Regions from separate parts of the Mus musculus genome. Here all the other regions are linked to region 1. A link is a contact called in public HiChIP or PLAC-seq and promoter capture Hi-C data. All regions are on one chromosome and are shown on one strand. Each heading gives the region's core, a stretch centred on a gene start, on an enhancer-like site or on the middle of the called end of the contact. The rest is flanking DNA. Distances are from core to core; before and after follow the strand shown. Region 1 holds the start of Atic (5-aminoimidazole-4-carboxamide ribonucleotide formyltransferase/IMP cyclohydrolase). Region 2 holds the start of Ikzf2 (IKAROS family zinc finger 2). Region 3 has its middle 20 kb from the start of Gm29822. Region 4 holds the start of Spag16 (sperm associated antigen 16). Region 5 holds the start of Smarcal1 (SWI/SNF related matrix associated, actin dependent regulator of chromatin, subfamily a-like 1).

Region 1 (3,207 bases), core at 308-2,807:
TTTGTCTCCCATGCACCAGGACCCGCATAAACAAACAAAAACACTTACTCTTTAACAGGACATAGTTCTAATTTCTAAAAGATATCCATACTCCAACTCACTCAAGGAGGAAGAGGCAGGAGGATCACAAGTTCAAGGCCAGCCTGGGCAACCTACAGAGACCCTGGCTCTAAGTTTTAAAAGTTTCTGAAGCAAAGCATAAAAAATGAACTAGGGATACAGCTCAGGAGTGGACTGGACATTGGGGTCAGTCTTCCATACCACCAAAAGAATACGAGAAGGCGTAACGGGGCAAGCAAATACTGGGCAGTGGCGTGGAAATATGAATGACCATCTGAGAAACATTTAAACTAGGCGATAGACAATGCAAGAACTCCTCGTACTTCATCGTAAATGCCACAGCAACAATGGCCTACCCATACCAGCTCCACAGTAACTCAACTGCACCTCACAGGAGCCTACTTGTCTGCTGTCCCTGATGCTCCGGACTCCCATAAGTCACAAGAGAATCCACTGAAGACATTTACTAAGTAAAGGCATTCTTGCTGTCTGAAGCTGTCAAATGTACAGGGGTTATGTACTGCTTACACAAACAAGAGTTATGAAGAGGTGAATAATTTACCTCTATAGGGATTCTCCACAAACCAAGAGTTATAATGGCAATGAAAACAGCCAGGGAACTAAGGTCTTTTTCCTTTTCTACCTTCCAGACCTTCAGGGTCATCTCCTGACATCTCTTGTCAAACCCTTCCCACTGTTAGTCAGGAGATGAGTGTGATCGAGCCACTGGTACTTTCTGATGGGTGAGGCTATGAAGAGGGAGATACAGATCTTCAAAGATGTTACAGTCTAACTGTGCAACCAGTCAAAGCCAGGCCATGGAACCTGAACATTCGTGTTTATTCTGCATAACACATGGCCCTCCGAAGTTAATTTGTTTGCAAACAGTGGCTGGGTGCTAGGACTCTAAAACTCAAGGCTCCCTAGTTCTAACCTAACTTCTCCCTGTGTTTTGTCAGTTTTTTGCATGGCTTTCTGGTGAATATGGTCACAACGTTTTTCTCCCTTTAACGCTACCTACTGCCTTACCTGACTGCCAGGCCAGCATCCCTGATCGCTTTTGCCGTGCCTCCGGAAGCGACCAGACTCAAACCAAGAGACGCGAGACTTCTGGCAAATTCCACGAGGCCAGTTTTGTCAGACACACTGAACAGGGCTGAAAGAGAAGGCAGTTCTCATTACTCGCGGCTTCTGGCACCGAGATCTCCCGGGGAGGACTCCTGGGAAGGGGACTCATGCAACTGCAGGCCCAGGGCCCAGCACTGGGGACACCCAGCCTGCAGGCCGGGCCCGGGGCCTCCCCAGCTCGGCCAGCGGCATGAGTGGGTGGCGGGGATGGTGCAGGCAGGACCCCTATGATGCATCGCGAGGGCCTCACCAAGCTGAGACGGAGCCATGCTGCGTTGGGTCGCGGAGTCAAGGGACGGACAGGCCACGTGCGTAGGCAGGCAGGCCGGACCCCGCGGTTCAGGAAGCAGTGGGCAGGGCGTGTCGACCCCACGTGACCCCGAGGTCCCGCCCCTCCTCCAGTGAGCTGCAGCCTAGGGTGGAAGGCGCCGCTGGGCGGGGCGGCTGCTAACTCCGGAGCCTGGGATCTGTAGCCGCGGGCTTCCTCTTTCCGAACCCAGATCTGGGCGTGGGGACTCGCGGTTCGCGCGCATCTGGGGTGCTGCTGCTGAGGTCCCGGGAGGTGGGGCCGCGGCGGCTGGAGCACTGATTGGGGGAAACTAGCGAGAGGACTAAACAGACCCTGTCTGACGATGTCAGAAAGGATTAGAGAAGCCTTCTGCTATGGTCTCCCTTTTACAGGTCTGGGAGACCTACGCATGAAGTCATTGCCTCCACAGTTGAGAGCCCCAAAGAAGTAAAATGACCGTCATTTGAAGTTTTTCATACCACATTATAAAATGGCCTGGAATTTACATCAAGATCACCATGTGTAAAATGCTCTTTTCCTTCAAGCCCAGGTGGCAGGAGTAAAGGTTTCAAGACTTAAGTTATTAAAAATAGGAATAGCAAAATTGAGCTCATCTGCTTCTTTTTAATAAAAGTGACACCTTTGGCACAAAATAAACATATCTTGCTGTATACACAGCCCTATTTTTTTTTTTTTTCCGAGACAGGGTTTCTCTATGTATTCCTGGCTGTCCTGGAACTCACTCTGTAACCAGGCTGGCTTCGAACTCAGAAATCAGCCTGCCTCTGCCTCCCAAGTGCTGGGATTAAAGGCATGTGCCACCACTGCCCGGCTAACAGCCCTATTTTTAACATTAATGTTTAGAATTAATTTTTTGATTATGTTTTCTTTTGTAATGTTCTTTAATACAATTCCAAAAAAGAACTTAAAAATTCTATAAAGGAGCCTAAAATTGTACAATTCTATAGAAAGCTTAGCTTTTTATTTCCAGTCTAGTCTCCCAATCTGTGCAAAGTCCATTTTCCTATTATTTGGATGCTAGTCTGCTTCTTGTCTTTCCTCTCTAATAGTCCAATCTCTTTTTCCTTCTCCAAATATCTATTGATCAAATATCTATCTCATTTTTCTGACCTCAGAACGTGTTAACTCCTTGCTCTGAACACCTCTCATGTTTCTAAGGAAGATATATTAGGATCATGAGAGTGTCTTCAGGATGTGTTCACAACTTTCAATGTACAGAGGTGAACAAGGTTCAGAAAGATCATTGCAAGTTTGGAGCTAGTTTGGTCCACACTTTAAGTCCCATACCTGCCAAAGAAACAGCAAGACCTTGTCTCAAAAATGTTAAACAAACAACAAAAGGTGACAGATATTAGAATAATTAGTTCCACGCATATAAGATTGTAATCAGCCTTTAGTTAGCTACTATAAGAGGGTATGAAATAGTCAAAATTCAGGAAGAACAAGTGAGTGGCTCAGTGGGCAAAGGTGTTTCCAAGAAATATTTCTCTTTATCTTATCTTTAAAATTTTATTTTAAGTATATGGGTGTTTTGCCTGCGTGAAGGTTTGTTTACATGTGTGAGCCTGGTGCTCCTGGACTTCCAGGGGACTTCCCTGGCCAACCACATTAGATTTCTACAGGAACTAGAAAGCAGAGAAAGCAATAAACAATAAAAGGAAATAAACAGCGCTTAGACACTAGACATTTTCCACATTGAAAAAATAATA
Region 2 (3,207 bases), core at 307-2,806, 1.9 Mb after region 1:
CGAGCGCGCAGACACGCGCCCCCGCCCCTCCCGCCCGCGCGCTCGCCCGCTCGCTCGCTCGCTCACCCGCCCGCCCGCTCCCGGCTCTCACGGACCCGGGCGCTCGCTGACGACCCCCCCCCCAACCCCCTCCGCGCGCGCGCGGCCGCCACCGCCGCCGCCGCTGCCCGCCCTCCGCCCGCGGGCGTCTGCGCGAGCCCGGCCGGCGGGGGAGATGTGCTCGGGCTCCGCCGGATCGGTTTCTCGGGGTTTGACCAGCTGTCCCGGGCTAACCCTGCTCCTCGCTGAAGATGGAGGAAGTAAAAACAGGATTACCCTTAGCTACAGATCCACTGCCTTAGTTTCCACCACCAACTGCAGTGCACAAACACACGTTAGGCACAGGAAAGAAAGAAAGAGAGAGAGGGAGAGGACACACTAACAGTAAACACAAACAAAAGGGTGATGGGATTATTTTACTGCATGCACTGCTGAGGTAAATCTCCGCTTGGCTTTTTGCGTGGGGAAGAACAGCTCTTGTTTTATTTGTCTTCTGATTCATAGATTATCTATCAATTTGTGTATGGTTTGCAAAGGGGTTGGGGAGGGGGAGTGTTTTCAAAGTTAAGTGTAATGATATGGAATCTTGTTTAACAGTGTGGTGTGATCGAATGACTTGTTGCTGTTAACCAGGGATAATAATAATATAGACGCTTTTCTTTGGGGAGGGATGGGTTGTGGCTCTGATTAGGGAAATGATCTCTGTTAAGGACGCTCAGGGAATTTCGTTGAAGATGATGTCCTTTGCCTTAATGTATCGTCCCCTCCTTGTAATCTGCTTCTGGGATGTTAATGGACTAATCAGTTCTCATCTTTATAGCTGTCATGGATTTGGACTTGTTTTTGCTTTGTTTTAACTTGAATTCCAAGAAGAAAGATTGGATAACCTGGCATAGATTGCAGCTGTCTGGATAGAGGCTATTATACTGTTGAGATTGAAAACAAAACAAAACAAAAATAATAATAAAAATCTGGTGTGACACATGTATAACAGCAACAGTTAAATCGCTTTGACAGGTTCTGGTATGGACGAAGGAGATGGAATGAAGATTTAATTTCTTTTTCTTTTTCTTTTTTTCCTATTTTGCCAGAGGCCACAAAACAGTCCTGTGAAGTTGGCCTAGGTTCCTTGCTGGGTTCTGCCTGACTGTCCCTCCCCTCGTACCCCCCCTCCCCTTTTTCTTTCAGTTTTCTTGTCTTAGCTTTTGGTCGATTCTTAAGGAACCGGTGGATCAAGTTTTTTCTCTTCTCGTTAATCGCATTGCTGTAGCACTGACCTCTCTCTCTTTCTCTCCCTCCCTCCCTGTCTTTTTTTTTTTTTTTTTTTTTTTCCTCTTTCCTGAAAGTACGTGGTGCCATTCCTGAGTGACTTTTCCTACTAGACCATCCCAAAGGGACGAGGGGGCGGGGGCGGGGGAGGAGGAGGACGAGGAGGAGGAGAAGGAGGAGGAGGAGGAGGAGGTTGGGGGGGAGTGTTCCTTCTCTCTCATTTCTTGGTTTTGTTTATCAGCCGATCTGTTTGCTGGATTCGGTCTTGGAATGACCCACCTGTAAAGTGCTTTCCCTCCTCCTCGGCTTCAACTCTGCAGGGGGCTTTGCCTGGAGGGGGCAGGGAGGGAAGGGGGGGGGGACACAAAAAACTTCTTTCTTTCTTTCTTTCTTTCTCCGTTTCTCTTCAGCCCGACATTGTCACCTCCTCCTTGAGGGGTTAGAAGAAGCTGGGAGCTCCCGACAGAGCTGGAAATGGTGATGACTGTTTTTTAATCAGAGGACAATTTCTTTTGTATGTACATTTTGTTTCTCTTTCTCCTTTTTCTTCCTTTTTCTTCCTTTTCCTTCACTGAGGGTTTAATAACCCTTTCACTGTTGGCGCAGACTTCTTTTGCTTCTAACTGACGCTTCTTTTTAGTATGTGTGTTAAATGTGTACATTTTTAAAGAGATAGACTCATTTGTAAGCTCTCGGTAGAAACTGCTCCCCTTTAAAACTTTCCGGGTCCCTTTCTTTCAAACCTTACGTAACCTAATTGAAAGAATTTGATAAGAGTAGAGCAGGTCGGAATTTAACTGCTATGTAGTGACTGGGAATTTGATCTGATTATTCCATAAAGAAAGAAAGAAAAGTTTTTGGGGGGCGGGAGGGGGGTAGGGAGGCTGGTGGTGAAGGGGAGGGGAGGGAGAAGGGAAGTGGTTTTGGAGACAAGAAGTGAAGCTGCCTGTTTTCCAGTAAGTAATGGAGAAATTCCAGGAGCTAGGGCTAAATATACTTGGCGATCAATACAGAAATGGCTCATTGTGAATAATTTAGCTGCTGGTGCTTTGAGAGTTTTGAAACTAAAGGCAAAAAGGACCTGGGCCAAAGGGGGGAAAAATAAGTAAAAATCTTTTTCAGGACTTGTCAATTCTGTAACTTTTTCCCTCAAAGAATACAGTTAGATTATCGATCTTCTTATGATGTGAATCAAAGCTAGGGGGTGTTGTCTCATGCAATTTACTTTTGTTTCTGGGGATACAAAAGTATTTGTGTTATTGATGCATGAAAATCATTCCTCACACTTGGGGAGAGGAAAATCCTCCCCTCCCCTCGTGCACAGCCAAAAGTTTCTGACTTGTTGGAACTCCGAATGTCTCAAGTAGGCTTGGCATTGTCTCCGGCCATAGTCTGGCAGGAAATTAGGGTACGTGGAACAGGTGCTCACACAGGATTTGGGGTGGGCTAAAACGTCAGTACAAGCCAGAGTTGGCCAACTGCCGCAAAAGTCTTTGGGATACAGTCTAGTACTAAGTAGTTTTGTTTTGTTTTGTTTTCTTATGTTTTGTTTGTTCTCTGTGCCCCCCCCCCCCCCCCATTAGAACATGATGAACCAACTTGCAACAATTGTGAATAGAGCTGTCTGTATACTAGGGAAGTACTCAAACTGCAGGGCGATTGTGGGAAGTAGTGAGTGGTAAAATACTTAGATAGCAGTTACAGTTGGCAAATTGGAGATTACCCTCTCCTATTTTTTCCCCCAATAAACCGGGTAAATTTTGACGAGAGAGAGTCGTTCTTCTCTTGCTACAGCCCATCTCACAGGACACTTAGCGTCCCTATGTCCCTATCCTATCTCCAGCAGGAATCAGATCATTTGCAGAGAGTTCAATGACTTGCAAATGAGCACGCACAGTA
Region 3 (3,207 bases), core at 310-2,809, 1.8 Mb after region 1:
GTAAAGACTGAAAGGCCCTCTCCATACGACAAGTAGAAAAGACAACTAATCTGATTTCTGCCCCACCCAGCCTTTGATTTGATACTTGATATTAATTGTTTTTAACTGTGTGAATGTTATGTTATTTAGTGTGTCTAAACCACAAATGGCTCCTGGCAAGACCTCATACCATTAGAACAAGATTAACAGAAGAGAATTCAAAAACACTCATGGGGATTGTTTGTAGTGCTTTTTTTTTTTCTTTTTCCTCTTTCATTTTTGGAGGAGGGTGTGCTCTGTGGGACAGAAGACAGTTTAAAGCGACATTACAGCCCTGGATGAACAAAGAAGCCACTGACCGCAGCTGATGAGCGTGCTCTGGTGAGCAGAGGTTTGCAAGGCTCCTCAGCGGAGGGGAGGTTTCTAACGGTCTCCTGCTGACTTCAAATGTGTTCACAGCCTACACGCAGCAGCCACAGTGGAAACTTACCAGTGTGATAATAATCACTTTGACTGAGACTGTGGTGCGGACCCTCTTCCCCCAACCAGAAATCCCCCAACTAAAGGCGTCACCCCCTGAGGAGACACGAAGATGTAAAGACGCAAAAACAGGTGTGCTTTCCTCTGACATTCAGAAAAAGTGGGTATGTTAGGTCGTTTGCTCTCATATGCTCAAGAGTGCAAAAATTAGCAGGAATGAGCACAGAGCTCTGTGAGCTTTATGCATCCATGTGGAAGTATCTTAAAGCACGCATTGAGGTCATTTTGAAGTACAGTCTTGGAATAGGGCCCAAGTGGAAATTCATAGCCATTACCTCAGAAACAAGAAGTCTGGGATAGAGCTAGAACCCTTTTTTTGCTCGTGTTACCATCAGCGCACACACACACACACACACACACACACACACACACGCTTTGAAAACCTCTTCTTATAATTACTTTGGACAATTTCACCAGGTGAAGATGAACTGTGCTCTTGTGTTGTAGAAATGACGTACATGACAAAATGTCCTCTAGGATCAGCATCTCAAGCAAGGTCAGGTCACACAAGTAATCAAGTCGTTTTTAATTAAATTCAATGTTTTTATCTCTTTATAGAGCACAGAATACTCAGCCCTGTCTTGGCCATGTTTTCCACAACAGCCCGCTGAGGTCGGCATAACACTTAAAATGGTGTGGCGCTATAAGGTGTCCTTATATTACTTGAATTTACAAAGAATATGTAAGTAAATCAGAAAATATCCAAGTCATAGAAGATACTGAATATCACAAGTGTAGTTTTTCTGTATTTAACCAAGAGTCAAGTTCTTTGCAGTAAGGAAAACTCACAGGACATTCGGGAGGAAAGAACACAAGAGAAACTCTATTTCCCACACAGGCAGAGCGGGAGGTTCCCCCTATGGAGGTATATGCATTATTCATTCTTTTTCATGTCCTTATCTTGTGTACCAGTCAGAAGACTGGCAAACAAAAATCCTAAGAAATCAATAGCACGTTCTCTCTACAACTGGAACTGCTGCTGCCAGAAAAAGGTTAACCTTCCCTTCAGAATTAGAACCTCTGTGAATGCAAAGAAGGACAGCTTAATGAGAAACACATTTACATTGCCTGGAGATGGTTTTCAGTATGTTTTCCCCCAGAGCAGGTTATAGTTAACAGAGGACAGAGGATAAAGCCATGGCACATACAAGCATGATATGTGTTTAGATTTAATTTTCCACAAGTAACTAAAATATCCTGATTATGGCATATGGGAATCAAGTATAATAGTAATAATAATAAATAATAATAATGATGATAATAATAACAGATGGATAGATACTAGATAGTTAGATGATAGATACATAGATGATATATAAATAGATACATAAAGGAAGATCGATAGATAATAGATTAGATCCATCCATAGATAGATAGATAGATAGATAGATAGATAGACAGACAGACAGATAGTAGACAGACAAACAATAGATAAAACCTGGGAATGTCACTCAGCATGCTTACTTGGGATACCCAAGGCACTGGCTTACTCTCCAGATTAGAAAAAGTTACAAATAAAAGAGCTGGTAGCAGAATGACTTAAAAATCTCTACCATAATTCCAAAATTAAGAATTCAGACTACTTGCCTCAATTTAATTATCTTATGTGACAGTCAGTTTGTGCCCTTACATCATATTGATTGAATTTGTGGCAGTTCCAGCCTTGTGCTGCTAAGGCACAGCAAAGTGGCTGTTTTCTAGAGTGGATGTTTTACAATAATCTTTAATTTATATACATGACATTGTGATAAGGAACCAAAATTATCCATAGGAATGTACACTCTAACTAAGCAGTTGAATGTCATTTTTTGTTTATAATCACAAAGAAACCTGAAATTTTCCATCACTGAATGCTTTTCTTACTAAAACGGTATGATAACATGAACTCTACTGTACTTATTCCTATTATTTACTTCAATAGTACTCAGGAGTATACAGACGCCACACCCTCACCAAAATTCCTCCAAGCAGGAGGGGAAGAGTTAAATCTATATGTACATATGAAAACGGAGGCATGCACATATTAATAAGTTAACAGGAGTCTGCAGCTAGGCCAGGAATAGAATCCAGGTTACATATTTTTAGACAAGTGCTTCTTTAATTTTCACACACAATATGATACTTACCCATATGTTTTAAAAGGACACAGCTTTCAGCAACCGGAGTAGTAAGGAAGCAAATTTGAATAACCCTAGAACAGAATACAAATCTTCATGGCACCAGTGTAAGGGACTTGCAGTCTTCTCCTCACACTACTCTGGCATTCCTGAATTTCCTCTCCTCCCTAAGCTCCCTTCTCCACTTCCTCTTCTTCTAAGGAAACTTCTAGCTCTCCAGGACATAACAGCAATGATACCAGCTGCCATCACGGTCCAGATACCCTGGTAAGCACTTGACACAAACTGTGTGTCATGTGAGGTTTGCAACAATTCTATACAAGAAATGTTATGCCCAATGTATAGATAAAGAAACTGAGGCTTTTAGATTTAGCAAATGAAAACATGAGTTCTTTCAATGTTTCCCTGGGGGTATTGAACAAGCTTATATTGCAGCTTTTATTGTTTGTGTTAGGTTTTACTCCAAGTTCCTCAACAACAACAAAAAAGCAGGGGGAGAAGGTAACTAAGTGGTGACCATTGGTTTCCCTTCCGATGCACAAGCTAGGGGGTCTGAGAGTCAGTTGTATTT
Region 4 (3,207 bases), core at 315-2,814, 1.7 Mb after region 1:
AAATGTTATCAATTGGTCTTATATTAATAACTAAACTATGCCCAGAGAAATCATTTCCATGACAAAAAATTTACAAATGTTTTGCTGGAATTCACTAGGAAGAACACTGGAAACCCTCATATTTGGTACAGATTAAATTAGACATAATAACATGATTTTTTTAAACTTTAAAGTGAACATTCTGAAACAGATTATAAAGATTCATTTATGACACTAAGGCAGCCCACATTTTTTCAAATTGATTTCAAGACTTAACTCCTATAAAAATAATTTTTATCCAATATAATACTACATATTTTCTGCTTAACTGAGCCTGTTAAAGCTCCCAAAATGAATCACTGCTGGATCTATGAGATCTTGAATTTAAAAACAAGATACTAAACCGGCCATGGTGGCGCATGCCTTTAATCCCAGCAGAAGCAGAGGCAGGCGGATTTCTGAGTTCGAGGCCAGCCTGGTCTACAAAGTAAGTTTCAGGACAGCTAGGGCTACACAGAGAAACCCTGTCTCAAAACAAAACAAAACAAAACACAACAAAACAAAAACAAAACCAATCCAAACAAAACAAACAAACAACAAAAACCCATACTATAACTATTCCAATAATAATAGTAATAGATTTTTTTACTGTCTTTAACATCTTTATAGATAGCCATTTTTCATTTATCTATTGTATGTATGTGGCTCTTATTTTCAAACACTGAGCATTAATCCAGAATTTCCTATCTAGAGAAGAGAAGGCTAAAGACTTACAAAAGAGTTAATGAACCTAATTATACATATAAAATTATTCGTTTTTTTTTTCTGGTACCTACATTCATAACTGCTCATCATGATCTGTTGCTTTTTTCCAAGCATTTGCCTGCTCATTCCACACACATTTATTAGCCCAATGTGGGGGGGGCGGCAGGGTATTACAGTGCTACCACTTAACAGCCAAAACCGAAAGAAACTACAGAGGAAGGTAGGCAACCCTATGGAGAGACCTGGTACAAGACCACAGGGTGCCCAAAGGTACATACAGATCTCCCTTAATATGTCAGTATCTGATGGAAGTTATTAAGAAGGTATGCTGAGGGTGTGTGTGTGTGTGTGTGTGTGTGTGTGTGTGTACCATTCATCAGAGAGTTGGAAGAGTTTTTGTGCCACCTTCATGCCAATTGCCTCCATCCTACAAGTCAGGGTGTAAATTACAAGGTCCTGGAAGGCTTCCCTACTCTGCTCATGACTGTAACCACAGATGAGCCTACACTCCTAAAATGGCTTCTGCTGGGACAGAGCTGGGCTGGCAAGGACTCCACCTGGAGGTCCCATGGACACTCCATCAATGGCGTCCACAGACGCCCCGACAGGAAGCCCCTACGCAGGCCCCGTCAGTCACCAGCCCGCCCGGGAGGCCACCAGAAGGATACGCTCCAGGTAGTAGGCGCCCTCGGAGGTCACCGCCTCTGTCACCTCGCCGGTGGGTGACAAGCCAATGCCCAGCTCCTCCAGCACCCGCAGCGGCGGGACCCCAGACGGAGCAGCCATGCTTGCAACTGCGCCCCTCGGTGCCCCTCCGACTGGCGTCGCGACTCTCGCGAGAACCCGGGACCCCTCACCCCGACCAGCGGGGCACCAAAAGGCCCCGGTCAAGCCCTCTGCGCGTCCGCAGTTACTACGGCAACGCGTTGCCTAGTTACCCCAGACGCCCCAGGAAGCTTGGACTGCAGACCTGAAGCCCAGAACCAGGGACTCATATTACATTTACACAAGCTACTTGTTTGGGTGTTTTTGTTTTCATTTTGTTTGCTTGCTTGCTTGCTTGCTTGCTTGCTTGCTTGCTTGCTTGCTTGCTTGCTTGCTTGCCTGCTTTAACGCCATTCTTTTCGGCTTCCTTTTTCTTCATTGCTTTCCTTTACTCTTTGTTTATCACATGCCAAAGTCGGTCCTCAATTTTTAGATGTGTAGAGAACCTCAAATATTTCTGGGGAAGGGAAGACTTAAGAAAAGGTGGGATACTTGTCTCTGTATTTCTAGAAGAAGTGGGGAAAGTTCTAGGAACCATTTTTGAGGAGCTCCTTAAACCCCTAGCAATGAAAAGTAGGGGTGCTCACCTTTATTACATCCTTTCTAGCAATCTTTTAATTCTTTTATGTGGACATCTGTTTGGACCGCGGCTTCCTACACACGGACTTGGAATAGTCCCAGTCGTATCAAATTATACCATTGATTTTTGCTGAGGTAAACTCACATCCATAAAAAATTATGAGCTACCTATGACCCTAACATAAAGTCTAATAGGTGATATTTGGGATAGGGCATGTAGTTAAGAACTAATGAGCTACCTCAGAGGGAAGGGAGCAGGGAAGAAGGGCAGGGAGGAGATGGAAAGGGGAAAGAGAAGGAATAGCGAGGAGGACAAGAAGGAGGGGGCAGGAGAGAACTGACTAATTTGTCCAATCATGTGTCTCATTGCTGTGATAGAAACTTCTGGTTTATATAGTGTATATACATAGGCATCATTAAGACCATCTTTCAGATTCTTTTTCTTTTTTAATTCTACATTCCTTAATGAACTCTGGTTGATAATTAAATAAAAGCTCACGTTTATTTAATTAAAAAAAAAATACTGGTAACTTCTAGAGGGGTGACTAAGAACCTGAAGGTTGGAATCCGTTTGCATTACTTCCTGTCTACAGCCACACCTAGGCCCGAGGATAATGTCACCTGCCTCAAGTGTTGTTATTAGCTATAAATCACCAGAGCATTAGCCACCTATTCAGAGCATACAGAGATAAGGAATATGAGCTGCTTCCATTACACTTGGTTTTGCGTCTTAGAATAAAGGTCACAATGGTATCTGAAGAGTTCAAGAGTTTGCTCACAGCAAACGTTCTGAGTGCCCATTCAATGCAAAGAAGCAAAAATACAGAAGAGGAATTCTGAAAATGGGGGATCCATTGGCTTACATCTGGCTTCATCTTTCAAATGGTTGACTGTAAACTGAACCCTGAAAAGTGGCCTGGGTGCGGAATGGTCAGGCACTGCTGATGCCTCAAAGGACAGGCAGAAACAAGAGACACATGGAGGACCATCCCTTGGAGCTTCTAATGTTTATTCTGTCGGCTACAAAGCCTGTTGTCTTTGAATGTAATGTATCATCTTCTACAAACAGGTTTATATTCTAGTGCTTACTAATTGTCTTACTTAAAGTTAGGCTCCTTG
Region 5 (3,207 bases), core at 382-2,881, 1.0 Mb before region 1:
TATTCATTACAGCGTAAGATCATACATTTATTCTGTACTGTGATTTCATTTACCCTAGACATTTTCCTATAGGCTGAACCAGTTTTACAATGCTCTAGATGCAGGGGCCTGAACACCAAATTCTCTGGCTGGGTCTGACTTAAGCCTTACCCAAATAGCACTACCTTATAATGTTACAGGATAGTTGAACTTGAGTTTCTAGTTAGGGTTTGGCCCAGCCCTTGACACATTCCCTCTGGCTGGAATACAGATATGCCTTTAGTACTCACCTTTGACTCCAAAACAATGAAGGTAAAGTTAGTTTGTAGGAGAAAGCACCCATGTTGAAAACGATGTCTAATTGAGTGGCAGACAAAGTGACGAGAATCAGAAAGATTTGACAGAATAGGATATGCCCAACTCTCATGAGGAACGGGAAGCCACTTAAGGGAGAGACAGACAGTGCAGGAGGAGAGAGTACAGCACAGGATACGGTAGAGTTGAGAGAAAGAGTAGAGCAGCAGAGAGGGAGGCGGAGGCAGTTTTACCGGGAGAGCTTTACAGAGACAGGCTGAAGAAAGAACAGGTCAGACACAGGTAAAGATAGAATGAGCAAGAGAATGAGAAGGAGCCAGAAGATTAGAACCAGATTCCTAGAGTTTGAGACCAAACAGAGCAATTCAGAGGCGGAGAGAAAAGCCAGACTGAATCAGTCAGCTGGGGAAAGAAGTCTGAGCCAGAACAGCTGAGTTGAACCAGCCAGCTAGAGTTCAGAAAAAACACGAAAGGGTGAGTTTATTCAGCAGCAAGTCTCAAGGGGCTGAAAACATTCAAGGCCCAGATCAGAATATAAGGAGGCTAGAAGCTTCCAGGACTAGGCCTAGGTTAGCAGATGGAGGCAGTGAGCCTCCCAGACAACTACAACAGGATAAAAGTTACTTTTATATTATAATGATTGTAACATAGGAAATACTCCAGTAGCACCGCCAGCCGTCAAAGAAAGCTCTAGACTCTTGACTTCAGAGGGTTTACATTTTAATCCTTGCTAAGACTCCCTTTAGACAAAGCACCCCAAAACATCTCCTCTCACAGATGTTACACTCAAGCCTGCCAGCCAGCAGCAATGAAAACTCTCAGCCTTGTATTCAACTAGGGTTATACCTACCAAGGCCTAGTATGCTGACTGACCCAGTTGGGGAGATGAGACCACGGAATGAGAGGTCCAACTAATAAACCATAAACCACAAATGCACACCACCACATAGACATTCCTCTTTGCTGAGACCTGGGCTTCCCTTCCCTTCCTGTGCACATCCTGGGTGCCTGAGAAAAGGGGACGCCCCGCCCCACTTTGCCTCTAGCATTTCCACTTGGATCTTCCCGTCCCCACTGCTCCCTCCTCTTGCCGTATTTGGTCTCGTCCGTCTCCAATGCTGCTACCTCCTTCGCAGCCCACTTTCTTACCTAGCGAGGCCAGTAAGGTGAGGCACCTTAGCAGAACAGCCCTAGACCAGGAGCGTCTTTCAGAGCCTTGCCTAGGCAGTTTTCGCTTCTGGTTGGACTGTTAGAGGAACTAGAATTCAAGCGCTACAATTTCACCCATCTTGGAGCGGGCCATTGGCATTTGAATGGCTCGGCCACCGTCGAACTACATTTCCCAACAGCCAGTACGGCCGCAGATCCCGGTCATAAATTGTGGGTGATAGTACACTTGGTGTAGGGCCTTCTGGGGTTTGTAGTTTGAATCGGAAAGCCTGCCCATTGGAGGTTGGTGAATTTGAGAGGCGTAACGTTGTGGGCGGGTCAAGGTGTGGTGCACCCTGGGAGTTGTAGCTCTCAGTTTCTCCAAACATTTAATCAGGCGTAAGGAAGGCTGAGCGTTCAGTGTCAGGGGTGTCTCCAGACATGTCAGACAGCCAGATTGATTTGATACTTAATAAAGATTTTCCTGGCACACCCGTTTCTAATAGTGCCGTCCTTATAAGCCCCAGCCGCTGCTGAGTATCTGCTTTCCTAGACCAAAGAGGAATTGAAATTTTTAGAGCCTCCATCAGTCAGCGTGCTGATCATTAATAGGAACTTAAGTTAATCCGAACTACAACCTATGAAACATAGACAGTAACTCATGTAACCCAGACTTGTCTAAGAACTCACCCTGTACCAGAGGATGTCTTTCCTGCCTCCACCTCCTACAGACTTGCACCATCATAAGATTATTATTATATCTTTTTTTTTTTTTCCTCAAAAGGCAGGATCTTAACATGTATCATTGGCCTAAAACTGACAGAGATCCTTCTCTGGAGTGCGATTAAAGTTGTGCACCACACACCCAGCTCCATTATCCTCATTTTATAAATGAGAAAACGGAACTAGGACTGGTCCACAATTTTCTCCAGGCTGTATTTAGCTACTTTGTTATTCTGATTCCAAAGCCCTCCCATCTATCAGATACTATCAAGGTTACTTGACTCCATTTCTGAGCACAGCATTCTTTCTGTCCTCCAATGGTTGAATATAATATTCTTCTATCATCAGCGTACACGGAAAGGTTGAAACGATTCTGTTTTCAAACAGAGCTCATTGCAAAGAGATAGATCTCTGAATACAGAGTTAATTGGGGAAATGACCAGACATTTAGGGAAATGTGATGTGTTTTTTAATAAGAAGAGACGATGAGGTGGACTGCAGTAAGATATCATGAACACAGGAGCTATCAAAATAGCAGCCCACAACAGGAGGAAGAGGAATGTTGCTAGTGTTGGCTATTCATGCCAACTCAAGGGGCAGGGGAAGGCTTTCAGTGCCTGAACTCTTGTAAAAGTATACTTTGTAAAGGTTATAAACCCTCAAGGCACACAAGTGGCCAGGCTCTGCCCTGCAGATGTCACTAGTGGTTGTACCAGTGTAGCTGGAGAGGGTTCAAGCCCCACCCTACAAGGAAAAAAAAATCCCACCAATCCTTGAGTCCCAGGCCACTCTGGAAATCCCACCCACCCTCTAGAAATCCTATATAAACCCTGCATTCTGCCCAGTCCTTTGCTGCTTCTCACTGGAGCAGAGGCAGCTGCCCTCCTGAGTTCCCACCTTCCAAGAAGTCTATTGTGGCAAGTTTGTTGTGTGGTGTGACTCTGTGGTATTCCCAACTGCCAGGATTCCTTTCCCTTCAGAGCTGTAACATTTTGGACAGAGCAGAGCTTTGGCAAAACACTTTGCCTGGAGAACTATCCC

Evidence for each region. Promoter capture Hi-C pulls out the DNA fragments that hold promoters and counts their contacts. HiChIP or PLAC-seq counts read pairs in DNA pulled down with a chosen protein or histone mark.
Region 2: an H3K4me3 HiChIP or PLAC-seq map of pro-B cells shows a contact between it and region 1, with 5 times the contacts expected there. The contact joins the promoter of Ikzf2 here to the promoter of Atic in region 1. A contact is called at or near these places in 4 of 39 promoter capture datasets (the 3T3-L1 cell line, cranial neural crest, hippocampal neurons and 1 more), 2 of 484 Hi-C or Micro-C datasets (CD4 T cells and muscle stem cells), 3 of 115 datasets of contacts at active chromatin or transcription factors (astrocytes, pro-B cells and stem cell-derived neural progenitor cells) and 1 of 9 other capture datasets (adipose tissue).
Region 3: a promoter capture Hi-C map of second pharyngeal arch cranial neural crest shows a contact between it and region 1. The contact joins the enhancer-like site here to the promoter of Atic in region 1. A contact is called at or near these places in 6 of 39 promoter capture datasets (cranial neural crest, frontonasal cranial neural crest, hippocampal neurons and 3 more) and 2 of 115 datasets of contacts at active chromatin or transcription factors (embryonic forebrain and stem cell-derived neural progenitor cells).
Region 4: a contact with region 1 is called in a promoter capture Hi-C map of embryonic stem cells, with 15 times the contacts expected there. The contact joins the promoter of Spag16 here to the promoter of Atic in region 1. A contact is called at or near these places in 7 of 39 promoter capture datasets (the 3T3-L1 cell line, cranial neural crest, embryonic stem cells and 4 more) and 4 of 115 datasets of contacts at active chromatin or transcription factors (astrocytes, embryonic forebrain, large pre-B cells and 1 more).
Region 5: a promoter capture Hi-C map of pre-B cells shows a contact between it and region 1, with 4 times the contacts expected there. The contact joins the promoter of Smarcal1 here to the promoter of Atic in region 1. A contact is called at or near these places in 3 of 39 promoter capture datasets (the HPC-7 cell line, neutrophils and pre-B cells), 6 of 484 Hi-C or Micro-C datasets (B cells, CD4 T cells, CD8 T cells and 3 more), 3 of 115 datasets of contacts at active chromatin or transcription factors (astrocytes, bone marrow-derived dendritic cells and pancreatic cancer cells) and 1 of 9 other capture datasets (liver).

Annotation. Positions count from the first base shown.
Region 1 is chr1:71,555,506-71,558,712 of GRCm38.p6, reverse strand. Atic (5-aminoimidazole-4-carboxamide ribonucleotide formyltransferase/IMP cyclohydrolase) reads right to left here and starts at 1,557. Exons shown (of 16, transcript NM_026195.3): 1 at 1,439-1,557; 2 at 1,090-1,216. The coding sequence starts at 1,457.
Region 2 is chr1:69,684,309-69,687,515 of GRCm38.p6, reverse strand. Ikzf2 (IKAROS family zinc finger 2) reads left to right here and starts at 1,556. Exons shown (of 8, transcript NM_011770.4): 1 at 1,556-1,822.
Region 3 is chr1:69,766,188-69,769,394 of GRCm38.p6, reverse strand. No RefSeq gene overlaps it. Among named protein-coding and RNA genes, the nearest start is that of Gm29822, 20 kb to the left of the region's middle. Within about 2 kb of position 1,559, at least 24 of the 459 cell types and tissues checked have an H3K27ac peak or open chromatin away from gene starts, as enhancers often do. A contact at or near this core is called in second pharyngeal arch cranial neural crest, where this site is marked.
Region 4 is chr1:69,825,327-69,828,533 of GRCm38.p6, reverse strand. Spag16 (sperm associated antigen 16) reads right to left here and starts at 1,564. Exons shown (of 17, transcript NM_029160.3): 1 at 1,413-1,564. The coding sequence starts at 1,530.
Region 5 is chr1:72,581,675-72,584,881 of GRCm38.p6, reverse strand. It overlaps Smarcal1 (SWI/SNF related matrix associated, actin dependent regulator of chromatin, subfamily a-like 1), which reads right to left and starts at 1,631. Exons shown (of 17, transcript NM_018817.2): 1 at 1,444-1,631.